Regions from separate parts of the Mus musculus genome. Here all the other regions are linked to region 2. Evidence: chromatin contacts called from public promoter capture Hi-C data. All regions are on one chromosome and are shown on one strand. Each heading gives the region's core, a stretch centred on a gene start, on an enhancer-like site or on the middle of the called end of the contact. The rest is flanking DNA. Distances are from core to core; before and after follow the strand shown. Region 1 overlaps Setd1b (SET domain containing 1B). Region 2 holds the start of Mlxip (MLX interacting protein). Region 3 holds the start of Wdr66 (WD repeat domain 66).

The links. Promoter capture Hi-C pulls out the DNA fragments that hold promoters and counts their contacts.
Region 1: a contact with region 2 is called in a promoter capture Hi-C map of pre-B cells, with 2.7 times the contacts expected there. The contact joins the enhancer-like site here to the promoter of Mlxip in region 2. A contact is called at or near these places in 4 of 39 promoter capture datasets (the C10 cell line, liver and pre-B cells), 1 of 115 datasets of contacts at active chromatin or transcription factors (memory CD8 T cells) and 1 of 9 other capture datasets (pancreatic islet).
Region 3: a contact with region 2 is called in a promoter capture Hi-C map of the SN4741 cell line, with 5 times the contacts expected there. The contact joins the promoter of Wdr66 here to the promoter of Mlxip in region 2. A contact is called at or near these places in 8 of 39 promoter capture datasets (the 3T3-L1 cell line, the SN4741 cell line, cranial neural crest and 4 more), 8 of 115 datasets of contacts at active chromatin or transcription factors (astrocytes, craniofacial prominence, embryonic forebrain and 5 more) and 2 of 9 other capture datasets (adipose tissue and pancreatic islet).

Annotation. Positions count from the first base shown.
Region 1 is chr5:123,148,342-123,152,250 of GRCm38.p6, forward strand. It overlaps Setd1b (SET domain containing 1B), which reads left to right. Exons shown (of 17, transcript NM_001040398.2): 6 at 1-414; 7 at 3,494-3,909. Among named protein-coding and RNA genes, the nearest start is that of Setd1b, 8.1 kb to the left of the region's middle. Within about 2 kb of position 1,905, at least 282 of the 459 cell types and tissues checked have an H3K27ac peak or open chromatin away from gene starts, as enhancers often do. A contact at or near this core is called in memory CD8 T cells, pancreatic islet and pre-B cells, where this site is marked.
Region 2 is chr5:123,393,010-123,397,295 of GRCm38.p6, forward strand. Mlxip (MLX interacting protein) reads left to right here and starts at 1,789. Exons shown (of 17, transcript NM_133917.3): 1 at 1,789-2,333. The coding sequence starts at 1,921.
Region 3 is chr5:123,251,748-123,255,946 of GRCm38.p6, forward strand. It overlaps Wdr66 (WD repeat domain 66), which reads left to right and starts at 2,041. Exons shown (of 21, transcript NM_001370840.1): 1 at 2,041-3,011. The coding sequence starts at 2,058. It also overlaps the pseudogene Rpl35a-ps6.

The DNA.
Region 1 (3,909 bases), core at 655-3,154, 240 kb before region 2:
GAGAAGCCCCATGACAGCCTGGACTCCCGCATTGAGATGCTGCTGAAGGAGCAACGCACCAAGCTGCCCTTCCTTCGTGAGCAGGACTCAGACACCGAGATACAGATGGAAGGCAGCCCCATCTCCTCCTCCTCCTCCCAACTCTCCCCGCTCAGCCACTTTGGCACTAACTCGCAGCCCGGCTTCCGCGGTCCCTCGCCACCCTCCTCGCGCCCCTCCAGCACAGGTCTAGAGGACATCAGTCCCACACCACTGCCTGACTCTGATGAAGATGAGGACTTGGGCCTGGGCCTGGGGCCTCGGCCCCCACCTGAGCCAGGCCCCCCAGACCCTATGGGTCTGCTAGGCCAGACAGCCGAGGTGGATTTGGACCTGGCAGGAGACAGGACCCCCACCTCAGAGCGGATGGATGAGGTACCACCATGCCTGTCTGTCTGTCTGGGATTGATTTTGTCTGTCTTGTGTTCTACTCCTGATACATTTTACTAGCTAAGATGCGGGAGCAACGGGACCCTGTAACGCTCCTCCCTGGACGCAGGCTAAGTTCTGAGCTCTGGCGGGGTTTTCGGAGAGACCCTAGGCTGTGCTCATGGTCCCAGGTCATTGTCTCTGTTAATGGCGCTGTGTGAGGCTGGCTCAACAAACACTCCCAGGTGTTCTTTCTCAGAGCCTGGTGCCCTGAAGAGAGGAGAAAGCATGCAGGTGGAGCGGTCCAGCAGTCCATCTGTCCATCTGTCTTCCTTTTCTTGGTGGCTAATTTAGGATCTAACGTTTAGGGGGAAGGGGTTAGGGTTAGCTTTGGAGGGGAACAGAGTGTAAATCAGATGAAGGTGTCTGCCCCCTACTCCTTCCTTTCTTCCCTCTATCTCATTACCCAGACCTCCTGTCTCAAGAAGTTTCGAAGCTGGGATGGTGAAGGTTCCACTGTCCAGGTTTTCTAGGGGAGAGGATCATTGTGTCATCTTTCTAAGCTCAACCCTGGGTCCTTGTACTAGGGGGCCCAGCACGCATTAACAAGTAGACGCTCAGATAAGAGACCCATGCACCTGTGGACACAGATTTGCGTGTCCTCCATTAGCCCCCTCTGGCTGCCTGCAAAGGAACTTTGGGAGTCAGGGGAGGAGGTGGGGCCGCAGATGGCTGAGGCTCCTGGGAGCCTGCTAGCAGTTCTGGGGAAGTGGTTTTCTGGCTTCAAGGGTCAAGGCAGAGGGAACTGACAGGTGTACTTGAGCTAACTAACTAGGCTGTAGGCCCTTCCCCCATCCCTCTTAGGCAGCCTAGGTTTGGCGGATGTTTATCATGCCAGCCACCTGGTCCAGGGTTGAGTCGCTGGAGGTCACAGGCCGCCCTAACACTCTCTCCCTTCCTCCCTCCTTCCCTCCCTCCCTGGGCATAAGAAGAGGAAAGCTGAGGCTGGGAAGGCTGGAGTCTGGACTGCTCCAGGACAGAATTATGGAGATGCTTCAGAGTAGAGCTAAGCATCAGGTCGGCCCTCCGGCGCCCCCTGCTGGAGGTCGGGAGAGCAGTACTTAGGTTCTGCTGTCTGGTAGTGCTTGGTGTCTGTAAGAGCTCTTGCCCCGACAAGGCTGAGGTAGAGAGGACCCGTGGGAAGGGACAGGATAGGCAGAGGCTGGTGAGTTTAAAAAAAAAAAAAAAAAGGTTTCAGCCCCAGAGCCTTAATTAGCTGCCTTGTCACACGGACTATGTGACCTCTATAGAGGAAGGTCTTTTCTCTCTCTAGTCTCAGTTTCCTCATCTGTTGAGTGGGTCTGTATGAGTCCTGCCTCACCATCTCCATGGAAACAAGGTGTCCCTTCAGTTTGCCTGAACTACAGGCACTGCGGCCAACTGGTTCCCACCCGCTGTGGCCAGGGAGGGAGGGGGCAGAGCCAGTTTGCCTGCGCCCCTGTGATTGGCTGACTATAGCAGCCGGGAGTTAACCCTCTGAGCGCTGCTCCACGGTGATGCTGGGTGCTGTCCGGAGCTGACGTTAGGGCATTCTTTCTCTTCTTGCTCAGCTTGCCTGGCCTGCCCTCCCAAGGGTACCTTGAGAGTGTGCTCTCAGGATGTGTTGTGTTGTGTGTACAGGGGGAGATGAGAGTCTAGACACTCCTTTCCCCAGCAGATGACTCCTCTGAGGCCCTTCTCATCAGGTGGTGTGTGACCTCTGACCTCCTGCCTTCTCAGCCTTCCAAAGCACCTACTGTCACTTAAGCTTTGTTTTCTTAATATTTTCACCCAGGGTGAGATGTGTGTGTTTGGGAGGGGGGGGCGGGGCGTCTGACCCACAGAGTCCCTTGCGGAACCGGAACTCATTTTTCTCACCTTCCCTCCAGCTCCCACCTCTAAACCATAGCAACTCAGGGCCTCTCTCCAGTTCCCAGGCTCAGATGCTAACATCTCAAAAGACCCAGATCTCAATAGACTCCTCCCACATCAAGTTTGGCCCAGGTTGTCCTTTGATCCCGCCCCTTTCCACCCCCCTTGCAGTCTTAGCGGAAGCTCTTCCTGGGGCAGGTGTCTGGTGTGTGTGTGCCCTAGCCCGGCTTCTTGAGGTCTGTTGTGGGATGCGACCACGCATGTCTGTAGCTCTCAGCCTTGCCAGCCTGTTCTAAAAGCCAAGGAGACTTAAGTGAGAAGATTGAACTGGCCCAGTGGGAGTGAGCTGGCCCAGCTCTGGAGCTGTAGAGCACTGACCTAGCAGCATGTCAGCTAGGGCTCAGTCCCTAGCACAAAAACAAACAGAAACCCCTTCTAATTGATGGGTCCTTAAGGCGGCTGCCTACCCCCACCCAGGCTGCCAGCACTTCCTCGAAGCGGGTACCTTTTGCACTAAGCCCTGCTGGCCACAGTGGCTGAACCCCAGGCTGGGGAGCCACTTCCTGTTTCAAATCCCCCGGCTGTGGCTCTTATTGGTTGCATGGTCTCCAGGAAGTTACTAAAGCCTTTACATGTCCTGAGTTCCTCCTTAGTAACAGTGGAGAGAACAGACCCCTCCGCCCAGAGTTGTTCTAAGAACTGGCCAATGCATGTAAATTTTCCTGGCACGTGGGAAGCATCACTGAGTGTTAACTCTTTCCTGTGATCTTTCAGACTCTCTCAGACCTCTGCGGGGTTCTCCCCACACCCTGTTCCCTTCTCTCGGCCTTTCCCCTTCCCCATGCTGAGATTTCTCATTCCGCTTACGTTTCACCTCCACCATTTTTTAGAAGTTCAGCTCCATACAAATCAAGACTTGTGGCTGTCTCGGTCACTTTCGGCTTCTCCGCATCTAGAACAGTACCTGGCACACAGGTGCCGCAGAGGGAATGGCTATTTGGATGCCCCTTGTACCAAAGGAGAAAAGTATCGTTTGGAATGGTTGACTGATGTGCCCGAGGTCTGGCCAGCACGCTGGGAGTCCCCCACACTGATCCCCTGATCCCCTGATCCCAAGACTCTGACTCCTTGGTGCTTGGAAAATGCTTACAGAACCCTCACTGCTCTCTTCCAGGGCCAGCAGTCCTCAGGAGAGGACATGGAAATCTCAGATGATGAGATGCCCTCGGCCCCCATCACCAGCGCTGACTGCCCCAAGCCCATGGTGGTGACCCCAGGGGCCGGGGCTGTGGCAGCCCCCAACGTGCTGGCTCCAAACCTGCCCCTGCCCCCACCCCCTGGCTTCCCTCCATTACCCCCGCCCCCTCCTCCACCCCCACCACAACCTGGCTTCCCCATGCCCCCACCTCTGCCTCCACCACCACCACCACCACCACCAGCCCATCCTGCAGTGACAGTGCCCCCGCCACCCTTGCCAGCGCCCCCGGGTGTCCCGCCCCCACCCATCCTTCCGCCGCTACCTCCCTTCCCACCGGGACTGTTTCCTGTGATGCAGGTGGACATGAGCCATGTGCTGGGTGGCCAGTGGGG
Region 2 (4,286 bases), core at 539-3,038:
AAGGCATGTACAGTATACCTGGCACCTAGGCTAATCTTACACTGCTTTCTGAGTGTTCCCTGTAGCTAGGGAACTACCTAGGCCAGCCATAACCCCCATTATATTTTCAGGTGTTTTTTTTCTCCATCACTTTTAAATATAATTACATACATGAGTACTGTATTTACACCATTTCCACTCCCCAACCCCCACCCAACTCCTCCCTTGTCTTTTTCTCACTCCCTTTGAAATGTGACCTCTTCTTTAATTATTATTTTTAAACATGCAGGCACACACACATGTATAAATATAGCCTGCTGAGTCCTTTTAGTATTGATAGGATGTGTTTAGAAAAGGTGACTATGTGGGGTTGGAAAACCCATCTTCTCCCTGGAGAATAACTCTTTCTCTCTCTCCCCCCCGCATCATTAGTTGCCTGAACTCCATTTAAGAGGGGGTCTTGTGAGATTTCCCCCATCCATCTTGGGATGTCAACTGGTGCTGCAATTTTGTAGTTCTTGTTTAGACCATGGAGATTTCACAGGTGTAGCTTCCTTGTCATATACAGAAGACACCCTGATCTTTTCCCCTCTTATAATCTCTCGTGGTGGTTACAAGGCCAGCCTTGTCTACATAAGGACTACATGTAGAGATTCTGTCTCCAAACAAAATCTTTTATTTATTTATTTTTACCTTTATTTATCGTGAGAAGCGCAGATGCCACAGTGGGGTTGGGGTGGTCAGAGATTAAGTTGTTGGGAGTCTTCTATCTTGTGGGTCCCACGGGTTGGAATGAAGGTCAGACTTAACAGCAAGTGCTTTTATTTACCTACTGAACCATCTCACTGGATTTCCTAAAATATAAAATAAAATAAAAGTGTCTTTGAGACAGGGTATCATGCAGTTCAAACTAACCTAGAATTTGGGGAACTTCTGATCCTCCCACCTCTGCTCCCCTCCTGTTAGGATTGCAGGCACGCGCATGTGTTACCATGACTGGCTCATTGCTATTTTTAGGTTGACACAACTTTCTGAGACCTAGGAATTGCAGTAAAGACAACTAGGCTCCAAACTTCCCCTTTGGAATTTGGCTTCTGGGCCAAACTTCCAAACAATAGCGACAGTATTTTGATTTGTGGCTGAAGTTGTTGGGTCTGGAGGCAGACAGCTAGGCTCCTGCAGAACTCTACTACTGTTTAAGAGCGGTGATGCCCAGGAGCCATGCCTTAACCCGGGAGAGTCAGTTTCTGCCCCTAAGGATGTGATGATTCTGTGAGCCTTGCTCTTGGGTCTTGTTGGAACCTTAGGCACACCCCTTAGAGTGTAGGTAACTCAATCTTCTCATCAACAAAATGGGGACGGTAGACAAAATCAGGAAGGCTTTTGAGGACTCAGTTCCGGGTATGGAGGGAGAAAGCTGGCCTAATGTGGGGGAAGGAGCTCCACCCCTACCCACCACGTGGAGTGCCCTCCTTGCCCGCAGTGAGGCCGCAGGGCTATTCCCAAGCTCCGGGCGTGGCGGAGGCGGGGCAGGGGCTGGAGCCAGACTAGTTGAACAGACAGCCAATGCCGCCCTGAGCCCAGGCTCCCCGAGAGGCGCGGCCTGGCTTTCTCGTCTCTCTACTCCAGGGCCAGCCGGAGGGGAAAGAGGACAGCCAGGGGCCGGGCGTGGAGGCGTGGCCTCCGGCTTTTTTTTTTTTTTGTCCGCCCGGAGAAGAAAAGCTTCCTCCTGCACCTTTAAGAGGCAGAGGCGAGCATCCGATTGGCCAAGACGACAGTGACGTTACGAGGAGGCCCGCGCCCTCCCCCTCAGGCCGCGCGTTCCCGGGCAGTCTGCGCGAGGGCCGGGCCGGGTCGGGCCGGCGGCCCCCTCCGTTCCCCGTGCTTCTCCGCTTTACGTCGCCCCGGCTCCCGGGGGATGCCCCGGACCAGGTTCTCCTCATGGCTGCCGACGTTTTCATGTGTTCGCCGCGCCGGCCCCGCAGTCGGGGCCGTTCGGTGCTGCTCAAGCCTCAGGTGCCCGAGGACGACGACGACTCGGACACAGACGAGCCGTCTCCGCCGCCCCCCTCCGGCGTGGCCACTTCAGCCCGGGCCCACGCGAGCGCCGCGCCGCTGCCGCCTCGGGCCGGCCCGGGCCGCGAGGAGCCTCCGCGCCGACAGCAGATCATCCACAGCGGCCACTTCATGGTGTCCTCTCCGCACCGCGAGCACCCGCCCAAGAAGGGCTATGATTTCGACACGGTCAACAAGCAGACGTGCCAGACCTATAGCTTCGGCAAGACCAGCTCCTGCCACTTGTCCATCGATGCGTCGCTCACCAAGCTCTTCGAGTGCATGACCCTGGCCTACAGGTAGGGGACCCGGTGACGCCCCCACCCGACTCCCAGACCTGGCCGAGCCCCATCTTCACCCCGGTCTCTCTTGAACAAAAACCCAGCTTGGACCTTTGGCTTCACACTGTCCCTTTGGAAATTCCTTCTAGGACGATTTGTGAGTCTGGGGTCTCCACCATGGAGAGAGGCGCCAGGGTTCCGGCCTTGTAGCCCTGTCAGCCGGTCGTTCCTGGGTTCTTCCGGCTTCGTGTTCCCCATCCAGGCCCTCCCCTCCTCCAATGCCCGTGGTCACCGGTTTTAGACAAGAGTTAGGTGTAGCTACAGGCTGTGTGTTGTTGTTTTCCTCCTTTTCTTTTGGCTCTGTGGACCCCTTCCTTCTATTGCTTTGTGTGTTTACAGCAACACCCAACGGTTAAGATCACCTGTCCAGGGTGGCTAGGGCGCTGGCTGCACTATCTTAATGATTGTGTAACGCCTTGGAGCCTGTTTCCTTGTCTATAAAGGGGGGCGGGGTGGGGGGTGACAGTAGTGTTGACCTCTAGGGGGCTGCTTCAGGGAAGGGTTGAGATAGGCCGAGTGGGTTTTTAGGTGCTGCTTAAATGTGAGTTACTTTTCCTGATTGTCCATGCATCTGGAGCCTGGGTTCTCTTACATCTCCTTTACAGGGAAATTCTGAGGCAGGACCCTTTGCACACAGTGGACTTGTGGAGTTTATTTTCCTGGGAAGTTGGAATTTGTTTTTGTTTTGTTTTGTTTGTTTGTTTCCTTTTTGAGCCAGGGTCTTTTGAGCAGATGCTGGCTGGCCTTGAACTCCTCCTGACTGCCCTGCCTCCGCTTCCCAAATTCTGTGATCACAAACATATGCCTCTCATGCCCACATCTGGCTAGAGGGTTTTCTGACTGACCCTAAAAACTTATGTGTGAGATGTCAGTAGGGCTGACATCCCAGACACTGCCCTGAAACGGGGAATTCAGCTTTGGACAGAGATCTCTTTTGAACGTCATAGAAATGCCTTTCCTTGGAGGGCTAGCCTTTCTTTCTACCCTCTTACTCTTCCCCAGTATGTCTTCTAGGCAGGCATTTTAGGCAAGTTTTCTGCCTCAGCCAGAGACCTTCTCTGAACTGCTAGTGATTAGAGCAGCCCATATGGGTGGTAGCTTCAAGCAGGACCCACACTGACTGGGCTTGCTTTAGCAACTATACTGGCTTTGGCTTCATGAGAGTCCTGATGCACAGCTGGCAGCCTAGAGAAAATTTCCCAGGTTACTCCGAAGACCATGGAAAGAAGCACAGGACCACTCCTAGGGTTTTTTTTGTGTGTGTGTGTGTGTGTTACCTTGATACCTATGTATCCAGGAGCTCACTATATAACCTGGACTGGCCCCAAACTTGCAGTAAGTAATCCTCCTGCTTTAGCTTCTCAAGTGTTGGGATTACAGGTGCTGCCATGGCTAGCCCTGTTTTGGGTTTTGGTTTTACTTAATTTCTAAAGCTAGCCTGCAAAGTAGTAGGTTTTAGCAAGCCGTTTTCATTCATAAGGATTACATTCATAAGGATTCATAAGGTTTTTGTTATCGTTGCTTTGTTTTCTTGAGACTGGTCTTGCTGTTATCCAGGAGGCTGGTCTTAAATTCATGGTTTCAAGCAACCCTCCTTCCCCCCACCCCCAACCCTCGCCTCTCTCTCAGGGTGGTAGATAATAAGCCCCGATAATCGAAATTAAAAGCATTACTCAATTGCCTGAAGTTAAAATACTTGATAGTTGGCTCTGCATGGCATTTTCCCTCCCTGGAATAAGTGATTAGTCAACTTGTTCCTTTGTTATGTTTCTGAAATGCACCCTCACCCCCATTTCCTCTTGTGGAGGTTTCCCTGATGGCTTATTCCTGTAGCATAGCTCTTCCTTCTGTCACCTTTACGTGGCATATTGGTCAGCCTCCGCTTTGACTCTTAGACCTTGCCAGGTTGAG
Region 3 (4,199 bases), core at 791-3,290, 140 kb before region 2:
TTTATTTTACTGCTTTTATGACCTCCGGAAGGGCTTCCTGACACTTGAGGGAACCCCACCACCCAACCCCCACCGAGTTTTTTGAGCAGGTCTCCGTTTCCCCTCCCCTACGAATGCCCAATCTGGAGAAAATAACTGCAAACACTACTTTCGTTACATCTTGTCCAACTTTAGGAAAGTCAGAATCGCCAGTGTAGGGGAGTAGCTCTTGTGGAAGTGTCCTTTAGGAAAAAGCTGTGGCGTGAGCTGCTAGCCCGGCAGGGGGCAGGCTGGTCCGCCTCGAGGCCGCTTTCTGGGCACGTGATTACCATCCTGCTTCCTTGCTTTCCTGCGACTAGCCGTTGCCATAGGGACGGAGCTTGGTTGGCAACCGTCACTAGGGAGTATGGACAGGAGCCCCTGGAGGTCTCTTGGGATTTCCCGAGGCTGGACGACCCAAGGCTTTTGAGAAAAGAAGTGGGAGCGTCCCTGTAAGTGCGAAGTGGAGGGTGCGGCTCGGGTTGGGGTCCGGGCCAGGCAGCGGCAAGGGTGTGGGACCTGGGAGGTCCCCAGGAAAAGAAACTGGTGGCTCCTGGACCTCGTGGTAGGATAGACTTGCGCACCTGTGGCATTGCCCCCGCCTGGGTGTGGAAAATGTCAAAGTGGCATTTTTTTCAAACAAAAGAACTAAATTCTAGCTCTGTCGTAAGTCGTGCCTCCCAGGGCCACAAACTTTTTCATTTCCTTTTCCTTTTCCTTTTCCTTTTCCTTTTCCTTTTCCTTTTCCTTTTCCTTTTCCTTTTCCTTTTCCTTTTCCTTTTCCTTTTCCTTTCCTTCCTTCCTTCCTTCCTTCTTTCTTTCTTTCTTTTTTTAGAAAGATTGTGCTGGCCTAAGAACTCGAGTGATCCTCCTGTCTCTACCTCCTGAATCGCAGTATTACAGACATGGGCCTAGCCCCCTGCTCCCAAACTCTTGCTTCATGTAGGTGCAAAATGAGAGAATGTATCAGAGGAATTAAATTTTTTTAAAAAATGATTTTATGTGTGAGACTGTTTTGTCTGCATGTATGTATGTGTACCACCTATGAAGTTCCCGCAGAATACAGAAGAGGGTGTCAGATCCCCTGAAACTCAAGTTACTTATGGTTCTGAGCGATCGTGTCATGGCTGGGAGTCAAACCTGGGTCTTCTGAAAGGGCAGCCAGAGTGCTCTTAATCACTGAGCCATCTCTCCAGCCCAGAATTAACTTTCTTTCTTTCTTTCTTTCTTTCTTTCTTTCTTTCTTTCTTTCTTTCTTTCTTTCTTTCTTTCTTTCTTTCTTTCTTTGCACATACCATGTTGAATGTGTTGATTTGGGAGTTAGTTTTCTCTTCTGGCCATGTGTTTCCCAGAGGAGGGGGCTCTGTCTACCTTAGACTTAGGGTCTCACCTGCCCCAGAGGTCTTTAAAACTCTCAGGTTCTTTGCAGAAAACTATTGCTTTTATCCCCATAGTACCTGATATCCCCCACCCTGCTTTTTTTTTTTTTTTTTTTTTGGCAAACACTTTGGGTGAACCTGTGTTGAGCATTTGACATGTATTGCCCCAGTCTGCAAATCATGTGAGAATGTAGGATTATCATTTTTATTTTTTTGCCTGTGAGCAAATTTGAAGAAAGGGTAAAATGGCTTGCGTCTAGTCACAGAACGAGGCTAGCGGAAGTTGGAGAGGAGGGAACCTTTAGCTGGCAAGCTTACACTTCAGTCATCAGCCCATCTCCCTCTCTTCTTCCTCCCAGCAGGGTTTTGCAAATGCTTGCCTTATGCATTTTGTTGCCTGTGGGAATATGAATTATTTAAAGTGAGAAGACTCTAAGATCAGTCCTAGAAAGATGGGAGGCCCTGGAAGTCAATATTTTAAAGATTTCTGAGACTTGAGCTGGGCTTTCCCAAGAAGCTGCCATTCTTTTCTTCCCACAGGAAGGGACCAGAGCTGCTTCTGCCCATTTCGACGTGTTAGCACCTCAGGAAGCCGGCACAGGAAATAGAGGGACCTGCTGAATCTACGTTAAAATTTCTGTAGCGGAAACTACAGAAGAAATGTCAGATACAGAAGAAAACCCCCTAGAAGAATCAAGAGAAAGTGGAGAGATGGAGGAGGAGAAGGAGGAGAAGAAGGAGGAGGAAGAGGAGGAAGAGGAGGGGGAGAAGGAGAAGGAGGAGGAGGAAGAGGAGGAGAAGGGGAAGGAGGAGGAGAAGGAGGAGGAGAAGGAGGAGGGGAAGGAGGAGGAGAAGAAGGAGGAAGAGGAGGAGAAGGGGAAGAAGGAGGAAGAGGAGGAGGAGGAAGAGGAGGGGAAGGGGAAGGAGGAGGAGAAGGAGGAGGAGAAGGAGGAGGAGGAGAAGGAGGAGGAGAAGGAGAAGGAGGAGGAGGAGGAAGAGGAGGGGAAGGGGAAGGAGGAGGAGGAGGAGGGGAAGGAGGAGGAGGAGGAGGAGAAGGAGGAGGAGGAGAAGGAGGAGGAGAAGGAGGAGGAGGAGGAGGAGGAGGAGGAGAAGGAGGAATATAATCCAAGTTTTGAAGAAGATGCTCTGCAGCAGAGCCTAACTGAGGGCTCACTGTCATGGGAGGAGTCTCAGGAGGATGGAGAGGGGCTGGAGGAGTGGGTGGAGAAGGAGGAGCAGAGAGAGGGAGAGGAAGTGAGAGGGGAGGAAGAAAGTGAAGTGAGAGGAAGGGAAGAGGAAGAGGGATGGGAGGAAGAGAAGAGCGGTGAAGAGGAAAAAAGTGAGGAGAGCGAGAGAAGTAAGGAAAGGGGAGGTGAGGAAGAGGGCCAGGAGAAGGAAGAGGCGGAACATGAGGGGGAAAGGGAGGAGGGAAGAGAAGAGGAAGAGAAAGAGAAGAGTGTGGAGCGGGAGGAGGAGGAGGAGGAGGAAGATACTGAGACAACTGAGACAAAAGCTGGACGAGCCAAGGAGGAAAAGAAAGAGAAGCAAAACAAAACAGCCCTGGTGGACAATATTGTCATCAGCCATGAGCCACCCAGGTCAAGCTCCTCCCTGGTGAGTCCTCCCCAAGCTCATCCACCCACTTACTCAGAATCATCCTCCCTGGTGAGTCCTCCCCGAAGCTTGTCCACCCATTTACACTGAATTGTCTGTCGCTTGGTGCTTGGCATGTGCCAGGCTGTGGGAGTACAAAACCAAAGTGAGACAGTCCCGAGGTTGGAGAAACAGCCAGGCCATTAAGAGCCCTAGCTGTTCTTACTGAGGGCTGAATTTTGGGTTCCCAGCACCCATGATGAAATGCCTTATAACTTTAGATCCAGGGAATTAATTCAATGTCCTCTTCTGGACTCCTTGAGCACCTGCACAACACACACACACACCACATAAATACACACATTAAAGAGAAGAGAAAACCATATGCTAAGTTCAGTAATTTTGAGATGCCTAGGAGGGTGGTTTAATCCAGTTTGGAGGCAGGTCAGTCCAAGCTTCCATGAAGTGTGTACCTAACTTGTAAAGGGTCAGTAGGTCAGCTGAAGGTCTTGGGACTGAGTTCCTGTGATATAATAGTGTGAATTTCTCACAGCTTGCTCCCCCCAAGAAAGAACCCAGCCCTGGTCCAAGGACAAGACTCCTAGTGGTGTTTCCAAGAGCCTACTGTGTGGCCTTTGGTGGGTGGGTCTGTTAGGCCAAGAGTTAACCTGAACACAGCCTGGATTCATTTCTTTAGTATAAAATGTCCCAGGCTCCCTTTTGTTTATTTACTCTCCATTAGTTTAAATCCGGGATGGGTACAGCATCACACGGATTCTGTGTCCAATGGCCTTTGCAGGAAGGTTGCTTCGGAATTTGGCACGAACCATACCGCTGTTTCCGTGGGCCCGAGTTACCTTTCCCCAGATCACTCTGGTTTTGTTTGGTTTACCTCCAGGAGTCACTGTATTGTTTTTTGCTTTATACACATAAGCACATCTCTTGCCTAAGTAGAACTCCGTTTCATCTCGGGCATAAACGCCTTCAATTTTAAGAAGAGCCGTGTGCTCTCTTTGGTTCCGGAGACCTCGCTTGTAGCCAGCAAAAATGGCCTTGCACCACAGCCTTCCAGACATACTTGCTGTTAGAAGTCCTGTTCCCAGCAGGCCTCCACAGGCGCCAAGATGGCGGAAAGAGACCCAGGCTCCCTTTTGAATCACCTGTTAGCCTGAGACTGGCTGGCTGGACATGAAAACAGGCAGGGGATAG